Linked DNA regions of Mus musculus: regions 2 and 3 are each linked to region 1. Evidence: chromatin contacts called from public promoter capture Hi-C data. All regions are on one chromosome and are shown on one strand. Each heading gives the region's core, a stretch centred on a gene start, on an enhancer-like site or on the middle of the called end of the contact. The rest is flanking DNA. Distances are from core to core; before and after follow the strand shown.

The links. Promoter capture Hi-C pulls out the DNA fragments that hold promoters and counts their contacts.
Region 2: a promoter capture Hi-C map of pre-B cells shows a contact between it and region 1, with 2.4 times the contacts expected there. The contact joins the promoter of Gstt2 here to the promoter of Cdc34 in region 1. A contact is called at or near these places in 1 of 39 promoter capture datasets (pre-B cells) and 1 of 484 Hi-C or Micro-C datasets (B cells).
Region 3: a contact with region 1 is called in a promoter capture Hi-C map of pre-B cells, with 5 times the contacts expected there. The contact joins the promoter of D10Wsu102e here to the promoter of Cdc34 in region 1. A contact is called at or near these places in 2 of 39 promoter capture datasets (liver and pre-B cells).

The regions. Positions count from the first base shown.
Region 1 is chr10:79,680,491-79,683,988 of GRCm38.p6, forward strand. It overlaps Cdc34 (cell division cycle 34), which reads left to right and starts at 1,705. Exons shown (of 5, transcript NM_177613.2): 1 at 1,705-2,100. The coding sequence starts at 1,924.
Region 2 is chr10:75,832,928-75,836,425 of GRCm38.p6, forward strand. It overlaps Gstt2 (glutathione S-transferase, theta 2), which reads right to left and starts at 1,954. Exons shown (of 5, transcript NM_010361.2): 1 at 1,248-1,954; 2 at 725-812. The coding sequence starts at 1,359.
Region 3 is chr10:83,358,583-83,362,080 of GRCm38.p6, forward strand. It overlaps D10Wsu102e (DNA segment, Chr 10, Wayne State University 102, expressed), which reads left to right and starts at 1,639. Exons shown (of 4, transcript NM_026579.3): 1 at 1,639-1,791; 2 at 3,465-3,498. The coding sequence starts at 1,677.

The DNA of each region.
Region 1 (3,498 bases), core at 455-2,954:
AAGAAATGGTCCCACAATCCCTGCCCAGACCTCCTAGCCCTGTTCCTAGGATGTGCCCACGACTAAGGCTTATCATGAACCATTCCCTGCAGCTTGGGGTGGGAGCAGCCAGAATGTTCTGACTGGATGTCCCCTTGCTGTGAGGAGACCTGGATTATCCTCATCAGATGACCAAGGTCTGTGACTGGGGACTTGGATCATGACATCCATGTCCTAACATGTCAAGGTAGATGACCCCAGTCACCAGAAGCCAGGCCAACACCCTTCCCAGATGCTCAATACCCAGCATTCACGATATCTTTGAAGCCCAGGTGCAGGCTCGCCTGGGAGTAGGGAGAAGTATGTTCCACCTGAAGGGAGGGGCACCCTGTCCGTTTATACATCAAGGGCTTCCTAAGTGCAGGCTGTGGGAGTGGTCATCTCAGACACACAGGAAAACCTGAGCTACTTGCTATGTGCTGACAACTAGGTGACAGTGTAAGATGGGCAGTGTGACATGCACAACAGGGGCAGATACTTCTGGAAGTCCTTGGAAAAGAGCGTGACCAGAAAGACTTCTAGCCCAAGAGTCTAGGGCTCCCAGGGGGAGGACAGCCAAGGTAGTGCCACACATGAAGTGGCATTGGACCCTGGGCTCTTCCCTGGTCATATCAACCAGCCCCACCTTTGACACCGTTTCCCTGTCCCCAAACAGGTCTACCTGCTATCCCCGACATGACAGGATGTCGGAGCACCTGTGGTGGGAGCTGCCCTTTCCCAGCCCCAAGTGTTGATGCAGCTGTAGTCCTCCAGAACGCCCACAGTCAGGGTGAGTGGCCAGTACAGCCTAGGGACAGAACCACCCACCCCTAAAGGTCACGGGTACACCACACACACACCCTGCTGCAAAGCTTAAATATGCTGCCACCACCAATACTAATGACCAAATGTCCAAGAAAGGAGTTATGGGTGTCTGTGCTGAACAACCTCAAGGTCTTTGCGTGTCTGTTCCGGATCCTGTAAACTTTTGGGTTATGCCTCACCACTGCTTTCTGGTCGATTTAAGCAAGACTAGGGTGTGGTCAAAGGTCAGTCTGAAGGGGTTCAGACTCCACCTCCTGGAAGCCACGTCTGCAAACCCCAAGTCGTTGATTCCCTGCGCTTCTACCTGAGCCCATAGAGACCAAATGGGGCCATCTAACGCTTCATGCTGGGAAACAGGGGCGGATCCTGCTCCGCTCCCGCACAAGCCACGCCCAATTCCCCACCCACAACCACGCCCCCTGAACGTCACAAAAAAAGGCCCCCAAAGCCGCAGCTGCCACTCCGCAGCGCGCAGCCCGGCCCTGCCGGCCACCCCGCACACAGGCATCCGCGGAGCTCTTCCGGCCGGAGGCGACGGCGGCCTCCGGAGCTTCGGAAACGCAAGGCGCCTGCGCGGCAGGGCGGGGGACGACGACTACACTTCCCGGTGTGCCCCGCGGGCGGGCGCGCAGACACATTCCGGACCCGGTGGAGGCGTCGCACAGGCGCATTCTAGACCCGGCAGTGGCGCGCAGGTGCATTTCCGGCCCGGCAGCAGCGGCGCGCAGCCGCACTCTAGGCCCGGGTGTGGCACGCAAGCGCTTTCGGGGCCCGAAGGAGGCACGCAGGCGCATTCGGGGTCGGGAGCCGGTGCGCAGGCGCATTCGAGGCCCGGCGGCTGCGGCGCGCAGGCGCGTTAGGCGCGGGCCGGGCCGGGCCGAAGCGAGCGCCGGGCGGGCAGCGGCGCCAGAGCGAGTGGAGCCTTCGGGGTCCCCGGGTGGCGGCGGCGGCGGCGGTGCAGAGGAGGAAGGCGGCGGCTCTCCCCCTGCCGGCGCGCGACCCGGTCCGTCTCGCGAGCTCGCGCCGGTCCCGCGGCCCGGCCCGGCCCCGGGCCCCTCCGTCGCCGCCGCCGCCACCGCCATGGCCCGGCCGCTGGTGCCAAGCTCGCAGAAGGCGCTGCTGCTGGAACTGAAGGGGCTGCAGGAGGAGCCGGTGGAGGGCTTCCGGGTGACGCTGGTGGACGAGGGTGACCTGTACAACTGGGAGGTGGCCATCTTCGGGCCCCCCAACACCTACTATGAGGGCGGCTACTTCAAGGTGAGCAGAGCCTCAGTTTCCTCTTTGTGCCTGCCTCTCTCCCAGGCTCCTCGTGCAAAGCGGCTCCTCCCTTTTTTGTTGGGCACGTGCTGACCTTACCCCGGGGACTGGTCTCCCTAAGCTGTCCTCCAACAGGCTACAGGATCAGGGACTGCTAATGTATGCCGCATGCCCAGGCAACTCCCCACCACGAGACGCAGGGGCCTCTAGAGCCTGCTGCTGGTCAGCGTGTTCCCAGGTTGTCCTACACTGGACTAAACTTGTACCTGGGAAAGGATCTTTCCCTGTTGTCCCCACCCTTCCATAATGCTTCTGGTAAAGGGTCTCTCCGGGGACAGTTGTTTTCCTTCTTGTCCCGTCCCCCTCTCAACCCCCCCCCTCCGGTTAGTTCCCCCTACCCCAAGACACAGAAGCCTCTGGAGCCCCCTGCTGGCAAGCATTTTCCCAGGTTGTTCCTCACCCTACCAGCATGTGGTAAAACCTGGAAAGGTTCTTAGGTTGTCCCAAGACATAAAGGACCACGGGCAGCTGCTAGCTGGTATCCCAAGGCCCTGCCCCCTACGCTGGAACACAGAACCAGGGCAGCCGCTGGCCGATGTGTCCCCAGAGAAGGGACGTGTAGCCTGGACAGCCACCTGCTCCAGTTCCAGTAGAGGCCCTGATAGGGCCTTGGCAGCCTTGCCTGCTTGGACAACAGCCACCTTTAGCCCTAGCCAGGCTTTATGTAATGCATTCCAAGGGGGCAGTGGGGGGTCCACCCTGAATCTTGGAGCCACACCCTGGGTTCCTTCTTTGGGCCCTGGACCCTAGAGCTCTGTGTTTGCCCCACCCTGACAGCCTTTCTCAGGTTCCACTGAACAGGTGGCTTCTTAGGGGCCTGATTTTTCCTTCTAGATAGTGTCGTCTGCCCTCTGGTGGCTTCACGCTCAATGCACCAGATGTTCTTGTGGTTGGGAGCAGGGAACACTGGGAAGCCTCCAACACTGGAAATGTGTGGCCAGCTATAGGTACCCCCATCAGCACAGTTAGATCATCCTGCTTACTGGGGGCTAGAATAACTAGCAGAATCACAGAATCTCATGCTAGGGCCAAAAGGGACAAGATGAGGACCGGGTGGATGCACAAATCCCAGCCAATCTAGGGTCCCTAGTGTAGGGCCATGGTAGATATTTGTTTGTGTGTCTTCTTCCTTGCCTCCCACCTGGATGTGGTCTGAATTAAGAAATATCTGGATGCTCTTAGCACCTTGTCTCCTGTATTTGCTGGGAGGGGCAGTGGGAACTGCCAGGAGGACAAGTTCTGTTCAGAGCAGGGTCACCTGACCTGTTCCTCATCTGTAAAGGGATTGTGGGTAGAGTCTCCTAGACTCACATAATTCTTGAGATAGCTTAGGATGCT
Region 2 (3,498 bases), core at 704-3,203, 3.8 Mb before region 1:
CTGGTCTCACCACCTATCTCTCCATGACTCTTGCCTGTCCCCAGAGCCTTTCTTCTCTGCAATGTTGTGCATGGTGAAACCCAGAGACACACACAGACACACACAGACAGACACCAGCAAGAGCTCTGCCCCTCTCCAGGTCGCCTCTTTTTTTGATGTCGTGGACACTGACCCCTGGCCAGACCTTTTTCTCTCCGCCTTTCTTTTTTGGTGGTGGTTGTTGTTGTTTTGTGGGTTTTTTTTTGTTGTTGTTTTGTTTTGTTTTTTAGCTCTCTGACACTAGACTCTAATGGGAGAACCAAACAGTCTGTGAGCCCTGACCCTTTCATTGGTCTCCGGGGCCAAGCTTTGGCGGATTAAACAGGACATCTAGGAAGTTAGGAGAAGCCCTTCCTAGTCCTTTGTTGAATCTACATTTTTTTTTCCCTAACCCTTGACAATCGTCCCCTTGTCGCCTTCCAATACCCCTCAATCAGGATAGGGAGGCCTGGAGGGGGAGGGGGGGAGTCCAGCAGATGAAACAGGACAGAAGCAAGGGACATGCTGGATCAGCCCTCTAGTCTTCCAGGACCCCTTCCCACAGAGTCTGCTCTAGCCAGGCCCCCTCACAGCCTAGGGTCGGAGTCGGCCAGGGCCCCGCCCCGCACCCCACTCCAACGGAAGTGGGGCGGCCAAAGGGAGCCGGAGGAGGTAGTGAGGGCTCTGGGTATATTTACAGCTGCACCTTTCGGTCAACACGAAGCTTCCGTCTTTGAGTACAGGAACTTTGTTTAAGCAGTTCACCTGGGAGAATTGCTCGCTCATGTGCTGCCCTGGGAAGGAAGAAGCCAGAAAATGCGTGCAAGGACTCAAGCAGTATTCCTATTTTCCCCTTTCTCTTTGCAACCAGAGCAAGGTCGAAACGGCCAAAATCCGGATGGGCCGGGAACCAGAGGCACAGAGGTGGCTCAGCTATGTGTCTCTTCCCTGCAAAGTCTCCGGAATTTTGTGAATCTAAACACTGCGTGCCTTCAAAGCAGAAACTGTAGGAATCTTTCATTTTTCTCCCCACGTCCCAGGACAAAAAGTCTCTCTTGTCAGAGCGGAAGTTACGTTTAAAGAGGGCTCTGAACTGACTAAGACCACTCCAAAGAGAGCAGAGCATTCCTTGGTGGACGGCGCTGGGGGTGGGGGGGGTCAGATGATGGGGAGATTGTACCCAGGCAGAATGTGAAGGACTGACATGGTCTAGGGGTAAATGTGCCAACCTTTGAGTATATCCACGGTACGCGTCTGGAAGGGGATGCCATTCTTCTTGGCGAAGATGTAGACAGCGCGGCTGGGTTGTGACAGCAGGTCCAGGTAGAGCTCCAAGCCCATTGCCGGTAGCGACACAAGATGGTGTGCCGACTGCGTTCGATAACAGCAAGCTGGGGTCCAGCACAGCCTCAGTTGGCCAAGCCAAACGATTTCCTCCTCTGGATAGCTGACACCTGCTGATCTTGGGGAGGGAGACGCTTTGGAGGACTTTATACCAAAAGCAGGGCTGAGGTGCGCGCGCACTCAGACTGACTTATGCGATTTGCTCCAGCGGACCGTGGAGCCAGGAATCCAGCCCAGGACCTTAGTCTCACCCGGACGCGGAAATGGCCTAGCTGGGCTTTCGTGGACCCAACTCAGAGTTCTGTGGACGTAGTCGTTTGCGGGGAACTAGACCGCTCAGCTCCTAGCTCTCAGTTACTGCAGGAGGGGATCTTAGAGGCTGATCGCTGATCCTTCTTTAACGGGTGAAGCTTGTTGCAGGCTGCTAGAAACTTTGCCTTAAGGAAGAACTGTGGTTGGTCCAGCTGCCCCGTGCAAAACAGGTCGTCTAAGAACACTGGACCTCCCCAGATCTGTGAGGCTGGGCAGCAAAGCTTGAAGGAGTCACAGGACCACCTCTCTCGCCCGCCTCCAACACTCTCCACGGTAGCATCTTCCGATGGGGAAAAGAGGTGCCCATTATCACTGGCTTTATCTGAATCTTTTAGAGTAGCTATAGCCCGTGGGCCATATCGGGCACCAGAATGTTTCCCTGGGCGTTTTTCTTTTTTTCTTTTTTCTTTCTTTCTTTCTTTCTTTTTTTTTTTTTTTTTTTTTTTTTTTTGACATTGAGGGGTAGGGGTCTTGCTATAGCACAGGCTGGCCTCAAACCCTTCTGCTCCATTGATTCTCCTGTCTTAGTTTCCTGAATGTCTGGGACTCCCAGGTGAGACCTATCCTGCCTGGCTTTCCAGGGAATTTATGTTTGTTTGATTCATTTGGTTGGCTATTTTTTGTTTTGTTTTGTTTTGTTTTGTTTGAAACAGGGACTCATATAGTCCAGGTTGGCCTCAAATTCGACTTCATTTTCCAAGTGCTTAGGACTACAGGCATTTGCCATAGAACCAGTCTTACCCTGTGAGTTGATAGCTAGGAGCTGTGGTAGCCAGTAGGCTCAAACCGAGCTCTCTCAAGTGGCCCCTCCCCTCGCCCCTCCCACCGCCAGAACCGTCTGAAGCCAAATTGCCCTTTTACCTAAATAAGCTGGTGTTGTTTTTTGAGGAAAAGGATTCTGAAAAACACAAAGCTGTCCCCAGAGGAGCTTCTTCTGCAGCCCTGCACCGCACGTGGCTCTGCTCGTGCAAATTCGGTAGGGAGAGCATGTGATCCAAGATGACTGTACCCACCCAAGCCCTCTGATGTGATTGGCCCCTAGAAGTCTCCTGGCCTTGTTTATTTCACGTGCTTCCCCTAGGTCAGACATCCTCTCTCACGGGATCAGATATGGCTCTTGAATGGATGGACCCCTGAATCCCGCCCCGAAACACCCCCCCCCCCCCCCCCCCGGCTTTCACCCTGCAGACTCAGGTACCTGCTTCGCTACTCTCCGGAGAGTCCCCTCCCACACTGGCAAGGAACTGGTTTGGCTGCCTCACTCCCCTCTTCCATCTCATCCTCTCTTCCGGCTTCTTAACCCCTCCCCCCCCCCAAAAAAAGGGCTTCCTTGAATCTTGACAAAAATACCCCTTTTTTTTTTTTTTTTTTTTTGCTACCCTCCCTTTTTGACTGGTAATAGTTTTCATCTTGATTGTCAGATACCTAAAGCCAGAGTGAGTGGTAGTTTGAATGAGAAATGCCCGCCCCCGCCCCACCTCCCCACAGCCCATAGTTTCCTGCGTTTGAACCTAGTGTATGAACAGACCCCAGCTGGTGGTCTGTTTTGTGTGGGTTATGTAGCTTTTAGGTTGTGGCACCTTGCTTGCTACAGGAAGTATGTTGCTCATGGCAGTGGGGTTTGGCAGTTTATACCCTGGGCCACCTAGGGGGAGCCTATCTGACAAACAGGACAAAGAAAATCAGTAGCTAGAACCTGGTTTCATGACACAGCATTTGTTTAGCATCAGTGAACCTAGCCCTGGATTCAACCCTCCACACCACAAAACAAACAAAAAAACTGAAGAGAAGCCAAGGTTCACAAATCACACCGAACGGTGGTTA
Region 3 (3,498 bases), core at 389-2,888, 3.7 Mb after region 1:
GTCCTGGAAGGGAGATTGTACTTTTTGTTTTGTTTTGTTTTTGTTTTTCGAGACAGGGTTTCTCTGTGTAGCCCTGAGAGGGGAGCTGGGGGGAGCTGCAGTCTTATCCAATTGTGTTTTGACATTATAAGTTAAACAAGGGAGTACTGGGCCATATCCAGGGCACCTGGTTTCAAGGCCCTTAATTCCATTAGGTGCAGAGCTCAGAGTGATAAGGAAGCAGGGGTGGGGTGGGGTGGGGTGGGGGTGGGGAGGAGTGGGTCAGCTGCATGTAGTTAACTAGTGCATACCAGGCAATTAGTTATATATTTTTAAAACTTACACACCTTGATTTAGATAATAGCAATTCCTCTGCTCTCTACCAGTTAACAGACAATTAGGAAAACATGTAGACTTGGGACAGGTGTTCGTTCCTAGGTCTGGGAACATGAACTTGCTTGACCCTGCCAGCAAGATGGAGAAGTTGTCCCTGAGATGGCTGGACTCAGATAACTGTCTCCTTACACATTGTCCCTGAGGAGATGCGTTCACACAGACAACTGTTTACAACAGAAGCTGTTCTGATATAGGGAAGTCCCCAGCTTCCCTAGAGACTGGGACCGTGAATTAAGTTTCTCCCTATGATTAAATGGGAGTCTGGAAATGAAATGGTAGCACTTGGAATACGTTTCTTTCGCTTGTTCTCAACAAAACCATGAGCATTGGGTCCCAGGGGCAGGAAGAGGGGAGGAATGGGGTTTGTCATTCAGGGGTTTTGTTTCAGCTTTTTAGAAATGAAGGATTTGTTTTTCTGTAGGAGACCAAACTCAGTGCCTCACTCACAGCTCTACCTTTTAACTACCACCTGGAACAACCTTTTAGGATTTTGACATGACAGTGTTCCAAAGGCATGCTGTATATATAGCAACGTAAACAGCATTCTTAACACTTCTGGGTTTTGTGTTTACAGTTAAATAGTAAACTAAGCTGGGGTCTGGTCATCCAGACCTGAAATCCAGGCTATTTAGGACCTAGGTGGACTTTGAGTACCAGGTCAACCGGGGTAACTTGGTGAGGCTTTAACAAACAACAAAGTATGGTAATGGGCGGCTGTAGATTTAAGTACACGGAAATGGAAGCTGGAAAATGGTGATTTTGAAGTCAACCTGGGCCAGCCAGGATGACAAAAAATAAAATATAGAAAATGAAAAGAAACTGGGTGTGGTGGCTCCCACCTCTATGGCATCTGGAAGACTAAAGCAGGATTGCTACAAACTGAAGACCACAGAAACCTCCCCAAACAACAACAAAAATGGAAATAACGACAAAGGCCTCGCACCACCTTCTTCATGCTTGCATTTGCTTAGCTTGACCAAGCCGGGTTGATTCTTTTCTAACAACAATAAAGGAGGAGACTAGGGCTAGACTTGGGCTGGGGTAGACTAGGCGCCTGACACGTGCATCCGCAGCGCTCCGCCCACGCAGTGTGGTGCCTTGTTCCCATCCTCCACCCCGCCTCGGCCCCACCCCCGCTTCCGGTTCCCGTGGGTCTGAACTTCATCTCTAGGCGCGAGCTCTGGCCACGCACCCGTAAGTCACCGCCCACCTCCTAGTTTCGGCCAATTGCTGCCTTGACCCCGCCCCTTCCCCGTGCCTTCCTATATCCGGGCTTCTTTCAGTGGCGCTGGGTTGGAAGCATGGAGTTCCAGGGCGAGCGCGGGACCGGTCCTGGTGTTTCTTCGTCTTCTGTAGCCTGCTCGCAGGTCACGGTGTCCAGGGAGCTGCTGACGGCGGGGAGCGAGGGTTCGGGAGGTGAGCGACGGTGGAGAGCGGGGTGGGTTGGAGGGACACGGAACGCTGCTGGGTCAGGGACACTGCGGGACCCGGGAACGCTACTGGAGACACTGCAGGAGGTTGGGGATGCTACCGGGGACCGGGCACGCTGCGGGGTTCTGGGACACTGAGGCGCCCGAGACGCGGCAGGGCCGGGGAAGCCAAGGAGCTCGAGACGCTGTGGGGAGTCGGGGGTCCGGGTTATTGCGGGGCCGCGGACGCCGAGGAGCCAGAGACCCTGCGATGGCTAGGGATGCCGGGGAGCCTGGAACGCTGCGGGGGTATGGGACACCGAGAGAGTCCGAGACGCTGCGGAGGTCGGAGATACCGCGGAGTCTGGGACGCTAATTGGGAGGGGATGCCACGGAGCCCGAGACGCTGCCGGGGTCTGTCCGGGGTACGACTAGGCCAGCCCGGCGCTGGGCGGTGGTGGTTCTTTTTTTTTTTTTCCTCTACCTGCCAAGCCGGTCCAGGCCAGGTGGTCCTTGTAGAGTTCATTAGGAACCGCCCAGCCTGGCAGCATTTGGAGAGGCAGAGGCAGGCGTATTTTTGAGTTCGAGGCCAGCCTGGTCTACAAAGTGAGTTCCAGGACAGCCAGGGCTACAGAGAAACCCTGTCTCGAATAAACAAAGAACAAAATACAAAAAAAAAAAAAAAAAAAAAAAAAGTGGGCAAAGGCTTGAGTCTTCAGTGTTTGTTGCTTGGACTGGGCAGTTGGTTTGTTTGGAAAGGTGCAACTCGGAATAATTAATTTTTTAAATTGAGCACCTTCTAGGTAGGAGAGCTAGGCAAGTATATTCTACAAAAAAAAAAAAGCCCAGTCTGACTTGCCCAAGTCTACATAACCGTTTCTGGTTCTCTGTATTATGTACCTCTGGTATGTGGAGGGGGCTATTCTCTCTTCCTACTATGTGGGGAGTGAATAGCGCTTCCAATTTGGGAGGCAAGCACTGTGTCCATAAAACCCTCTTTTTGGGCCCTATTTCTGACTTCTGACTTACCTTTTGTGTGTGTGTGTGTGTGTGTGTGTGTGTGTTTCAAGACAGTGATTCTCTGTGTTGCCCTGATTGTTCTGAAACTTACTCTGTAGATCAGGCAAGCCTCGAACTCTTGCCTGTGCCTCTTAAGTGTTGGGATTAAAGCATATCTGAATTTCTTAACTAAAATCAAAGACTCATTGCAGGTCTACATTTTGCTAACTGTGCTGTTTAAAGTTGTGCGTTGTGCATCCCTGTTGCCTTAAGAGGTCACAAAGTGTCGAATGCTCTGGTACTGGAATTATAGTCCAGTTGAGCCCCCATGTGGGTGCTAGGAATCAAACAAGAGCAGCTAGTGCTTGAGACATAGCCTTGGCTGGCCTGGAGCACAGAGATCCACTTGCCTGTCTTTTGAGTGTGCCCTGCCATGCCTAGTCCCCCTCCCTGTTTGTCAATGTGTATTTATTAGATCAGTACTAGAGGTTGGGGAGATAGACGTACAGACAGGAGTGTTGGCTCCTCCTCTGTCAGAGTTAGGGGTGGTTCAGACTTCAGGCTGTGCTGATGGGCCCGGCTCTCACAGTTCTTTGGTGTAGAGGCTCATCTCATTTCTGAGTTGCACTTGTTGCTCAGGGCTGTTTTATGCCATGAATTGTTTTGTGTGTGTGGTTTCAGGTATCTGGGACCAGTTGCTCATCAGCTCTAAGCC